Linked DNA regions of Astyanax mexicanus: region 2 is linked to region 1. Evidence: chromatin contacts called from public Hi-C data. All regions are on one chromosome and are shown on one strand. The core of a region is the stretch at or near the end of the contact, and the rest is flanking DNA. Distances in the headings are between cores, read along the strand shown. Region 1 overlaps rnf150a (ring finger protein 150a). Region 2 holds the start of rnf150a (ring finger protein 150a).

Region 1 (5,414 bases), core at 1,073-3,572:
TTTTCCCTGGCAACATGAGTGTGTTAGCTAGCTTGTTGCTAAGGTCAGCTAGCTTTTCGCTAGCTTTAGTTTTCTCCCTGGTAACATTAGTGTGTTAGCTAGCTTGTTGCTAAGGTTAGCTAGCTTTTCGCTAGCTTTAGTTTTCTCCCTGGTAACATTAGTGTGTTAGCTAACTTGATGTTAAGGTTAGCTAGCTTTTCGCTAGCTTTAGTTTTCTCCTTGGTAACATTAGTGTGTTAGCTAACTTGATGCTAAGGTTAGCTGTCGCTAGCTTTAGTTTTCTCCTTGGTAACATTAGTGTGTTAGCTAACTTGATGCTAAGGTTAGCTGTCGCTAGCTTTAGTTTTCTCCTTGGTAACATTAGTGTGTTAGCTAGCTTGTTGCTAAGGTTAGCTAGCTTGTCGCTAGCTTTAGTTTTCTCCTTGGTAACATTAGTGTGTTAGCTAGCTTGTTGCTAAGGTTAGCTAGCTCGTCGCTAAGGTCAGTGCTCTCCTCGATAATATTACTTAGTATAATATTATGTTAGTTTGCTACTAACATTAGTTATCTCCCTAGTTTGTACCTATCTCTCCTAAAAATCAGAACCAGAGGTAACAGGTAACAGAGGTCTCTGTTACCAAAATGTTGCAGAGTTTACATTCTGCTGAAGGTTTTTTCTTTCTAGAAAGTTCTACATACAAATTCACGATGATTCACATAAACAAAATAAAAAATATGAAACCCATATATTATAAAGATGTATTACACACAGAGTGATCTATTTTAAGTGTTTCCTTTATTGTTTATTATTATGGTTTACAGACAATGAAAAATCAACAATCAGAGTCTCAGAAAATTAGAATATCATATAAGACCAATAAGTACTTTTGGCAGTGTGGGCAGAGTGGCAAGTCCTGCTGGAAAATGAAATCCGCGTCTCCATAAAAGTTTTCAGAAGAGGGAAGGATGAAGTGCTGTAAGAGTTTGTGGGAAAACAAAACTGCACTGACTTTAGACTTGATAATAAAACACAGTGGATCAACACCAGCAGATGACATGTCTCTCCAAACCATCACTGATCATCAGTAAATTTTAAACTTCATTTGGAAATCAAGGGACCAGAGTCTGGAGGAAGAATGGAGAGACACCCAGTTCAACAATCAGTGATGGTTTGGAGAGACATGCCATCTGCTGGTGTTGATCCACTGTGTTTTATTATCAAGTCTAAAGTCAGTGCAGTTTTGTTTTCCCACAAAATTTTACAGCACTTCATCCTTCCCTCTGCTGACAACTTTTATGGAGACACAGATTTCATTTTCCAGCAGGACTTGACACACTGCCCACACTGCCAAAGGTACCAATTGGTCTTATATAATATTCTATAGCTATATATTTTCTAAAACACTGATTTTGGGTTATCATTGGCTGTAAGGAATAAAAACTAAAGTCAAATAGGTTGTAACACATTGTACATTCATTTAGTGCTTGGCACTGTGACCAAAAATGTATAGCACACTTTTTTAAAGATTGTTTCACTGTATATCACAGTATTGCATAGTATTATTATTATATCAGTATTATATAGTATCACAGTATTTAGTGTTTTCTATATTTTTGATTGACATAAAACCTTAGGGCTTTAAATAAAGGTCAGAAAAAATCCCACCAAAACCTACTAAACCTCTCTGTTTATAGAATGAATCTATTAAAATCTGCTGGGATGGTTGCAGTAGCATGCTAACAGCATTTGTTATATCATATTTTGGACATTTCATCCCCCACTCAGGAATACTACTGCTTTCTATTTAAAAGAAAAACAACTTTTGGACTGCTATTTTAAAAGAGCACCACTTTAAATGACAAATGGCTGCAATATCAAACTTTTTTGCACTCCGCCTCCACATTCACTGTGGTACGAAATTCCGCTCTGTTTTACTGTTGGGTTTAATGGTTTATGTACGTCACTGTGGCATCCACTTTGCATAACTCCTTCTGGCATCCAAACATGCTTCTAAGCCCAGGCGTGTGTGTGTGTGTGTTAGTGTTTAAGTGTGTAAGGAAGTAATTCAGAGCTTTTAGAAGCATAAGAGACCTAACACTGGGATTCTGCATTGTCTGACCTCAGCAGCCAAACAGGACACCTGGAGGGGTTTCCATGGTAACATCACACACACACACACACACACACACACACACACACACACACTCGCACTGCTTCATCTTCATCTGCAGTCCTGAATCCCTTCAGCGGCTCTAAAATGGAGCCTCCACAGCACTGCTCACATTCCTGTAACATTTCCCATCAGGCCACATTTCCTCCACCTTTAAGGAGCAAATAGGGAGGAAAGGGAGGGGCCGGGAGGGGTCGGGAGGCAGCTGGGATCACGTCAGTGTTTGGATGGATCCCTGCTGTTCTGAAAGTTTCCTCTAGAACAAATGTCTCTGTTCAGATCCTCAGCTTTTCTTCAGTAAATCTATTGTACCATAAAGCCAGGGTGTGAGAGCTGAGCTGTGTTCAGCGTACATAAGCTTTCAGTGGGTCTGTTACAATAATTATTAACTGTAATATAATAATAATCATCTTTGGACGGTATATTGTCCAAAAGTAATTAAGATAAATTATATTACTGTAATTTTAACAGTATTTTATGTAGTGAGCCCCAGATACTATATAGTGAGTACAAACACGTGGTAAGCTCCAGATACTATGCAATGAGGACCAGCTACTATGTTATAAGCAGTAGATAATATGTAGTGGGCACCAGTTACTATGTAATAAGCACGAAATACTATGTAGTGAGCACAATATACTTTGTATTAAGCATAAGGTTCTATGTAATAAGCAACAAGTACTATGTAGTGAATACAAGATACTGGTGAGCACCAGATATTATGTAGTGAGCATCAGGTACTATGTGGTAAACACGATACTAAGTGGTGAGCACCAGATACTATGCAGTGTGCACCAGGTGCTATGTGATAAACATCAAATACTATGCGATGAGCACCAGGTACTATGCTGTGAGCACAAAATACTATGTGATGAGCACAAGATACTATGTGGTAACAGCAGAAAACATGTAGTGAGCACCAGATACTATGGAATGAGCACCAGGTATTACGTAAATAACACCAAATACAACGTAGAGACTATGTAGTAAGCAGCAGATACTATGTAATATGAGCACAATATACTATATAGTGGGCAGCAGGTAGTATGTGGTGAGCACAAGATACTATTTGGTGAGCACTAGATACTAAGTGGCCTGGTGAACAGTGTTTTTTCCTTTTAGTAGCTAGGGTCTTAGCACATGGTATCTGGTGGAATATTGTATTTGTATTTATCAACCCTGAATAAAAAAAAAACAAAGAAAAGAAATGGGCAATATCAATGTTAGTAAAATAGAGGTTCATGTGTTGTATGATATTGTTGATCAAATACTTACTGTGACATGCCAAGCTCAGTTTGTAAGTGGTGTGGTGTTATCAGGTCGGTGTGGGTCTCTTCCAGGTGTTTCGGTTTCCTGCTACCTCCCATTAACACACTATATGCTAAGTTGACTGGTTTAGGCCTCATTTGACTGGCAGTGATGGCCAGGATGCAAAAAGGAGTGGTAGTGTTGTGTTTTTAATTCACATAGTAATTCAGCATGCGATTGTGTTACTTTTTTATGATTAGACCAATGGAAATGCCCTAAAAAATACTTTGAAAAAGAAAAAAAAATCTTTCTTAGCTTTTAGTGTTTGCTATTTCGGAGATACAAGTTTTTGTAGTGTGTTAAACCCCTCTGGAAGCCTCTTCCTCCCGTTTAAGCAAACTGTGCTCTGTGCTGGTGTAGATTATAGAGTTCAAACAGGCCTGAATAACAAGCTGCACTGATAACAGATATACATACAGGAGTGTGTGTGTGTGTGTGTGTGTGTGTGTGTGTGTGTGTGTGTGTGTGTGTGTGTGTGTGTGTGTGTGTGTGTGTGTGTGTGTGTGTGTGTGTGTGTGTGTGTGTGTGTGTGTGTGTGTGTGTGTGTGTGTGTGTGTGTGTGTGTGTGTGTGTGTGTGTGTGTGTGTGTTGTTCTTGCCTGTAATCATTTATAACAGATAACTGTGGTCCATCACTGACCTGGAGCTCCTCTGAAGCCTCAGATGATAATCACACGTCAAAGACTGGTGTGGGCTGTGTGGGAGATACTGCTGTAGATCCCCTTGTTCAGTTTGGAAAACTAAACTAAAGAACATTAAACTGGGAGAAACTGATGATTTAGAAGTACTGAGTTTTAGCCCTTTATACTAAAGACTTTTAGTGAAAAGTGAATACTAAGTGTGTAAATGTGGCTCATTCTGACCTCTAGTGGTGAAATCCTGCTGTCTCTTACTTTGTTCACTATCATCAGTGTAATGGGGCAGTGTTTTCTCCATGTTTTAACGTTCAGTCTATTGATGGAGAAAGGGAGAGTGGGTGTGCAGATGATATTAGCATAAAAGCGTTTTAAAAAGAGACAAAAAATGAATACATCTAATCAGCCCGTATAATAAATCTAGCATAAAATAGCGCATGCTTTTGATGATGATAACAGCAGTTACTTTCTTCACATGGTGTAGACCAAAGGCGTAGGAGCGGGTTTGACATTGGGGGGCACATTTGCTAATATGAATCAAAACCCACCTTATAGTGACTTAGAACAACATTAGTGAAATTACATGTAATCATAAAAAAAAATAATTTTAAGTTATAATCTGTTTATAATTAGTTAAATCCAACTAAAGGTCACTTTACAACCTAAACATATTACTCCACATTATAGTTAATGTTGTGTAACTATAAATTGTGTGCAATGGCTGAATTATATATAAATATATATGACAGAAACTGATCAGTTATTACCTATTATTTAAAATAATATAACAGATTTAGCTGTTATTATTATTATTATTATTATTATTATTATTATGTATTGACATGTCAATTCTGTTGTATACTTATATTTTCTCCTCTCTTTGTTAAAAAAACTCAGTAGCGTTGGGTCCTGTGTTTTTAATGTAATTTTTTCTACTGAAAGCATTTCTTACAATGTTATTCTATTATGAAAAAGAATGTAACAGCAGTTAATATAAACGTTAGATAACCCAAAGTCGTTTTTTATTGCAGTATATTGTGATATAAGCCTAGTGAAAGACCACATAACAACCAGAGCCAGCTGCTAACAACAAACACAGCACGCTTTCAAAATACATTTATTTTAAATAAATTTCAGTTTTTTTCTGCGGTATCATTTTTGGGTTCCCCCAGTTCATACGCCAATGGTGTAGAATATTGCTTGAATAGGCAGAGTCATAGTTATTTTGGTCTGAATATGATTGTCTGCTTAAAGGGACTCAATTTGAAATAGATAATATCATCGCTGTCCAATAAAAATCAAGTAATATCCAAAACAGCAAC
Region 2 (5,414 bases), core at 789-3,288, 38 kb before region 1:
TGTTCTGTGAAAATAAAATGTTTTTTTTTAAGGGTACCCATTGTTTAGTTATTATTACGGGTACCTATTTAGTTATTTTGTTGTTCAAGGTGATACAAAAATAAGGATTATAATTATATATTTATTAAATTTTTTTACAACACTACTATAATATTGTATATGAGTTTTTTTCTTTTGTGTGCCAAAAAAAAGATGGAAAAAATAGAACATCTTCTCATGTTAGGTCAGGAAACGTTAAAAGCCACATAGATGGAAAACATTTTATTTTATATGCTTATCTGTCATTTATAAGATCATTAAAATAAATCACAGAACTCGAGTTTGTTGTACTCCGCTCCAGCAGGCGGGGCGCTTTATTACGCAAAAGGCGCGTCAGACTATCCGGGTTGCCATGTGTTGTAAAAACCATCCTCAGCGTTGTGTTTTCTTAAAAACAAACCAAGTACTTACTGTGAAATAACTGGCAACCTCCTATGTTGTGACGATTTGCTTTGATTCACTTTACTGAACCGATTCTTTTAAACTGCCCAAATTGAATCTTAAATCTGATTTGTGATTTATTGAACCACAGGTCAGCCTTTTCCTCAGCTCCTCCGCTTTCAGCACAGAGGATTTCTCCCACCTCAGCTCCTTTATATTTAGATTCCTCACATCCAGCAACAAACTGAAGCTTTTAAAGCGTTTATAACATTGACTTTCTATTTTTACTCTGTACTACTCTGTTCACATATAAATAAACTAAATAGACATATAGTCTTTCTGCATTTAGCTGAATAAGAACTTTTCAATTGTCTTTTTGTTGATTTTTATGATCTTGTGACTTTAACATCTGTGTCTGACCTCAACATTTTATTATGTGACATCTATGTATTAATTTTGGTGGTTCGTATAGAGTACATTAGAATATCTTGAGACCTTATGGTTTTGTGGTAAAAATATATTATTATGTAGCCTCAACTTATTAATTAATTAAACAAAGAATTGAAAGATGCAATACAAAATTACAGACCAACACAACGACATGTTTATAATAAATTGACATACTGCATAATAATAGCTAATAACTGTAAATTGCTAATTATAAATACATTGTTTGATTTACCTTTATATTCATTTTACTTATTGTGCTTTACATAGAAATGTATTTATTATACATTTAAAAAAAGTTATACGAAATTATAATTAAAAGAATAAAAAAGTAATGCAAACATTACAGATGCTTAGCTGAGGTAAAGCTTAAGTTGGCCAGACATCTCTGATGACATATCATATTTAAACTAACTTAAAAAAAATCTAAATAAATTTTTGTATAGAAATAGATCTGTTAAAAACGTCTGCAACTCTAGGTCAACCAAAGGGAATAACATGGGATTAAGCTGTAAAAATATGATTTCTCTGTAGTCTGAAATATTTAAAATATAAATAGTGAAATATAAATAAATAATACATATGAATAGACAATAAATAAATAAAAAATAAATACATTATACATTATATGTTGAACTTTACTGTAAATCGTCTCTAAAGTCTAAATGCCAGAAAAGACTACAACTCTTAAAAAAAACTAAGTGAAAACTTTAAAATATTCTTTAATTTTCCCATATTGAAAACCTTTGGAATAATCAAGAGGAAGATGGATAATCATAAGCCATCAAACCAAGCTGAACTGCTTGATTTTTTTGGTGATTTTTTTGAGTGGCATAAAGTTATCCAAAAGCAGTGTGTAAGACTGAGAACATGCCAAGATGCTTGAAAACTATAATTAAAACCCAGGGTTATTACACCAAATATTGATTTCTGAACTTTTTTTGTTATTTCAGGCAATTCTCATTTTCTGCAAATAAATGCTCTAAATGACTATATTTATAAATGTTGTGCTTAGTTTATAAAATAAAACAACAATGTTCATTTTGCTTAAACATATATCTATAAACAGCAAAATCAGATAAACTGATTCGGAAAGAGCTGTATACAGTCATGATCATTTCTGAGTCATTTAGAGTGATTCATTTAAAAGATTCGATTCACAAGAGCCGAGAGATTCGCGTCTGTAGCAGCTGAGCCACAATAACACACACAGAGACACCGTGGGTCGAGAGATCAGTGGTGGGATGAGCTTCTGGGTTTAGGATATTTTGTGTTTATTTCGTGTTTGTTTGTTTATTTTGAGTTAGAAGTAGTTTGAGAGCTTGGTTTAAGGTCAGATCAGTGAATCAGACAGTTTGGAAGTGAAGCTTTTATTCCCTCCGCGGAGCTTCGGGCAGTGAGGGCGGGCAGGCTGAGTTAGTAAGCCGGACTAGGGGTGATCCGTCGGCGGCTGGAGCAGCATGGCCGTGTCGCTGGTGAAAGCGTGCCGCAGCCTGGCTCTGTCGACGGGGCTTCTGTCCTTCTGCTTTGTCCACCTGCTGTGCCTGGACTTCACTGTGGCCGAGAAGGAGGAGTGGTACACGGCTTTTGTAAACATCACCTACGTGGACCCGGTGACCTCCGAGCTCCGGACGGAGAAGACCGAGTGCGGGCGGTACGGCGAGCATTCCCCTAAGCGGGAGGCCCGGGGCACCGTGCTGCTGCCCGCCAGCGGACACGACCGGCAGGCCTGCGACAGCGGCACCAGGTTCCCCGTCAGCCGGGAGCACCAGGGCCCCTGGATCGCGCTTATAGCCCGGGGGAACTGCACGTACCGGGAGAAGATCCGGCTGGCAGCGAGCCTTAACGCCTCGGCTGTGGTCATCTTCAACGTGGGCTCCAGCAACTCCAACGAGACCATAACCATGCCTCACCAAGGTAGGGAATAACGCTACATCTGGCAACCTTTTAAAGGGGGACTTCAACCCAAAAATAAAATTATCACATTTTGTTCCTTTATGTCTGTAATCTAAAGCTTGGTAGGTATTTGAGGGGTCTGAAGTTTACTTCTTCAGATATGAGCTGGGGTTTGGATGCTAATAGTGGAGGTCAGTGTCATCCAGTTAAGAATGGAAAAAGTTTTTGTCAATCTATGAGAATGTAAAATTGGGTAAATAAGATTTGTTGTGTTTTTAAATGTGCATATTAGGCCTGGTAATTACATCTTAATTATATAAAGTAATTGTGGTGAAATATATTATGGTCATTTCTATGTCACCCATGTAAATAGCTCAATAAAGCTAATATTATCATTATCTTAGTGCTTCATTTATATTATTGCACTTTTCTTGTTAAAAACACTTAAATGATCAATGTATCAGGTCAGCAATAATTAGTAAGGACATGTCCATATATTGTATGATAAGTCTTACATAACAATGTAATGTGTGTTTTTATTTACATAACTACTGTTTACTTCTTCAGATATGAGCTGGAGTTTGGCACCCAATTAAGACTGGGCTTCATTTGCTTCATATCTCATTAGAAAAAGTGTTTTAGTCAGTCTATGAGATGGGAAAACACTGTAAATAAGATTTGTTGTGTTTATTTTAATTTAAGCTATAAATAAAATGTGCACATAAGTCTTGGTAATTATATTTTTATATGAACGATGTACTGTTCCAGAAGTAATTGTGATAAACTATATCTTACATATATAGTTTTATTCTACTTATTTAAATTGCTCAATAAAGCTAATATTATCATTATTTTAGTGCTTATAATGAGCCATAATTAGTGAGATCATTTGCATATATTGCACGATAAGTGTAATGTGTGTTATTGTTTACATAATAACTAATTACAGTTAATAACTGTCACAAAATCAAAACAGGGCTTAATCCCAAAAAGAGTGATGAAATTATCAACTATTGTTCAACCCAAAATAAAAAAAAATATCGCATTTTGTTACTTTATGTCTGTGTAAATTTTGATTCTTTTAATGCAGTTCTTTAAGTATGTTTTAATGTTAATTCAGTAAAAAATCAAATGTGCACATTAAGCCTGTTAATAATATTTTTGTATTGATAATCTACTGTCCCAGAAGTAATTTCTATAAACAATATTATTGCCATTTAAAAACAATTTAATTAAACTGATAAACTGATATAGCATAATAATCCAGGTACATCATTTAAACTGCAATGATTAGTAGTTTAGATGATCAGTTCATCTTGCCTGTCAAAAGTTTGCAGTATACCATACCGGTCAAAAGTTTGGACACATCTTCTCATTCAGTTTTTTATTGTATTTTAAATCCAGTTTTTAAACCTTTTTGAGCACAGCTCCACCTGTTGCAGTTCACTCTGTGCGTATAAAGACACCATTATTGATCCATTAGTCATTACACGACTGACTGAAATATTGGTGATGTTGATTCTTAGGTAAACAAACACGCAGGTAAAGGTCAGCACAGGGTACTGAGGTCAGGTTCATATCTCATACAAGTTGAGGGTGATATCTTGCATCATGTTGTAATTGTTCAGCCCTACTCCACCTGCCCCCCGAAGCAGGGTTAATTTTGATTTAGACCATATCATCTCTTCTGGTCAGAGCAAATTCTAGTCATTTGGCCTAGAAAACACACTAATGATGTCTGAAGTTATGACTGAAAAGTGGTTTGTTTTGTAGGTTTCTGTTAGTGATTGTAATATGTTTATAATTTTAACACAATTGAACTTTTTTTTTTACCAATAGTAAAATATTATTTTTTCATTATATTTTAATGATTTAAATTGCTGTTACTGGCCCATTAGGACTGCTGCCTCCCACTGAGGATGGGGCCACTGGTGGTCCTCTGCCCTCCTGGCAGATGAATGGTTTCTGGGGTCGTGTAATCAGTCATGTAAATGAGATATTTTGCCTTTAAAAATGGTACCATTTGACTGGTTGAATTACCTTTGTGTTTCTTTGTTAGGGACAATAGCTCGAACACCCACTGACCTTTTTTTTTAAATCTAATGAGTTTAGTATCATTATAAACTGTATTCTGCAGCAGTAGAGCAGCAGGTATTATATTGTAATGTAGTGTATGAGTGAGCTTACACTCAGGATTACAGAGCAGTTTCCCTTCTACCTAAAACAGTCTGCTGCTTTATTGAGTAGAAAGAATTAGACTGAGCTTAATTAACTCTGATTAGCAGCTGAAACCTGCAGGGCGGAGTTCAAGCTGGGTCTCAGAATAACTACTCACCTGCTCACCTCACAATATTTCAGGGTATTTTTGTGTTAACGATATACTTGGCGATATAGGAAAACTAAAATAATTCATACATTTCAGGAATACAGTATAATAGGAAAACAGCATAATCATAATGTGGCAAAATAAATAATATAGCATAAAATAATATAATGCAGCAAATAATATTGCAGAATATTTAGTGCATGCATATAAACTGCAAACTAAAACAATTATACAATAAATACAATTAAAGCTTCACAGTAAATAATAGACTACTTTTAAGACAGAACAGCCCTATTATCACAATATGGATTTTTATTATCATGAT

What was found. Hi-C and Micro-C count contacts between places; a contact is called where the count stands out from the background.
Region 2: a Hi-C map of muscle shows a contact between it and region 1, with 6 times the contacts expected there. The contact joins the promoter of rnf150a here to the enhancer-like site in region 1. A contact is called at or near these places in 2 of 3 Hi-C or Micro-C datasets (both in muscle).

What each region holds. Positions count from the first base shown.
Region 1 is chr7:48,056,754-48,062,167 of AstMex3_surface, reverse strand. All of the region lies in intron 6 of rnf150a (ring finger protein 150a), which reads left to right. Among protein-coding and RNA genes, the nearest start is that of rnf150a, 38 kb to the left of the region's middle. Within about 2 kb of position 2,322, the one cell type or tissue checked has an H3K27ac peak away from gene starts, as active enhancers do.
Region 2 is chr7:48,094,236-48,099,649 of AstMex3_surface, reverse strand. rnf150a (ring finger protein 150a) reads left to right here and starts at 2,038. Exons shown (of 7, transcript XM_007253700.4): 1 at 2,038-2,784. The coding sequence starts at 2,328.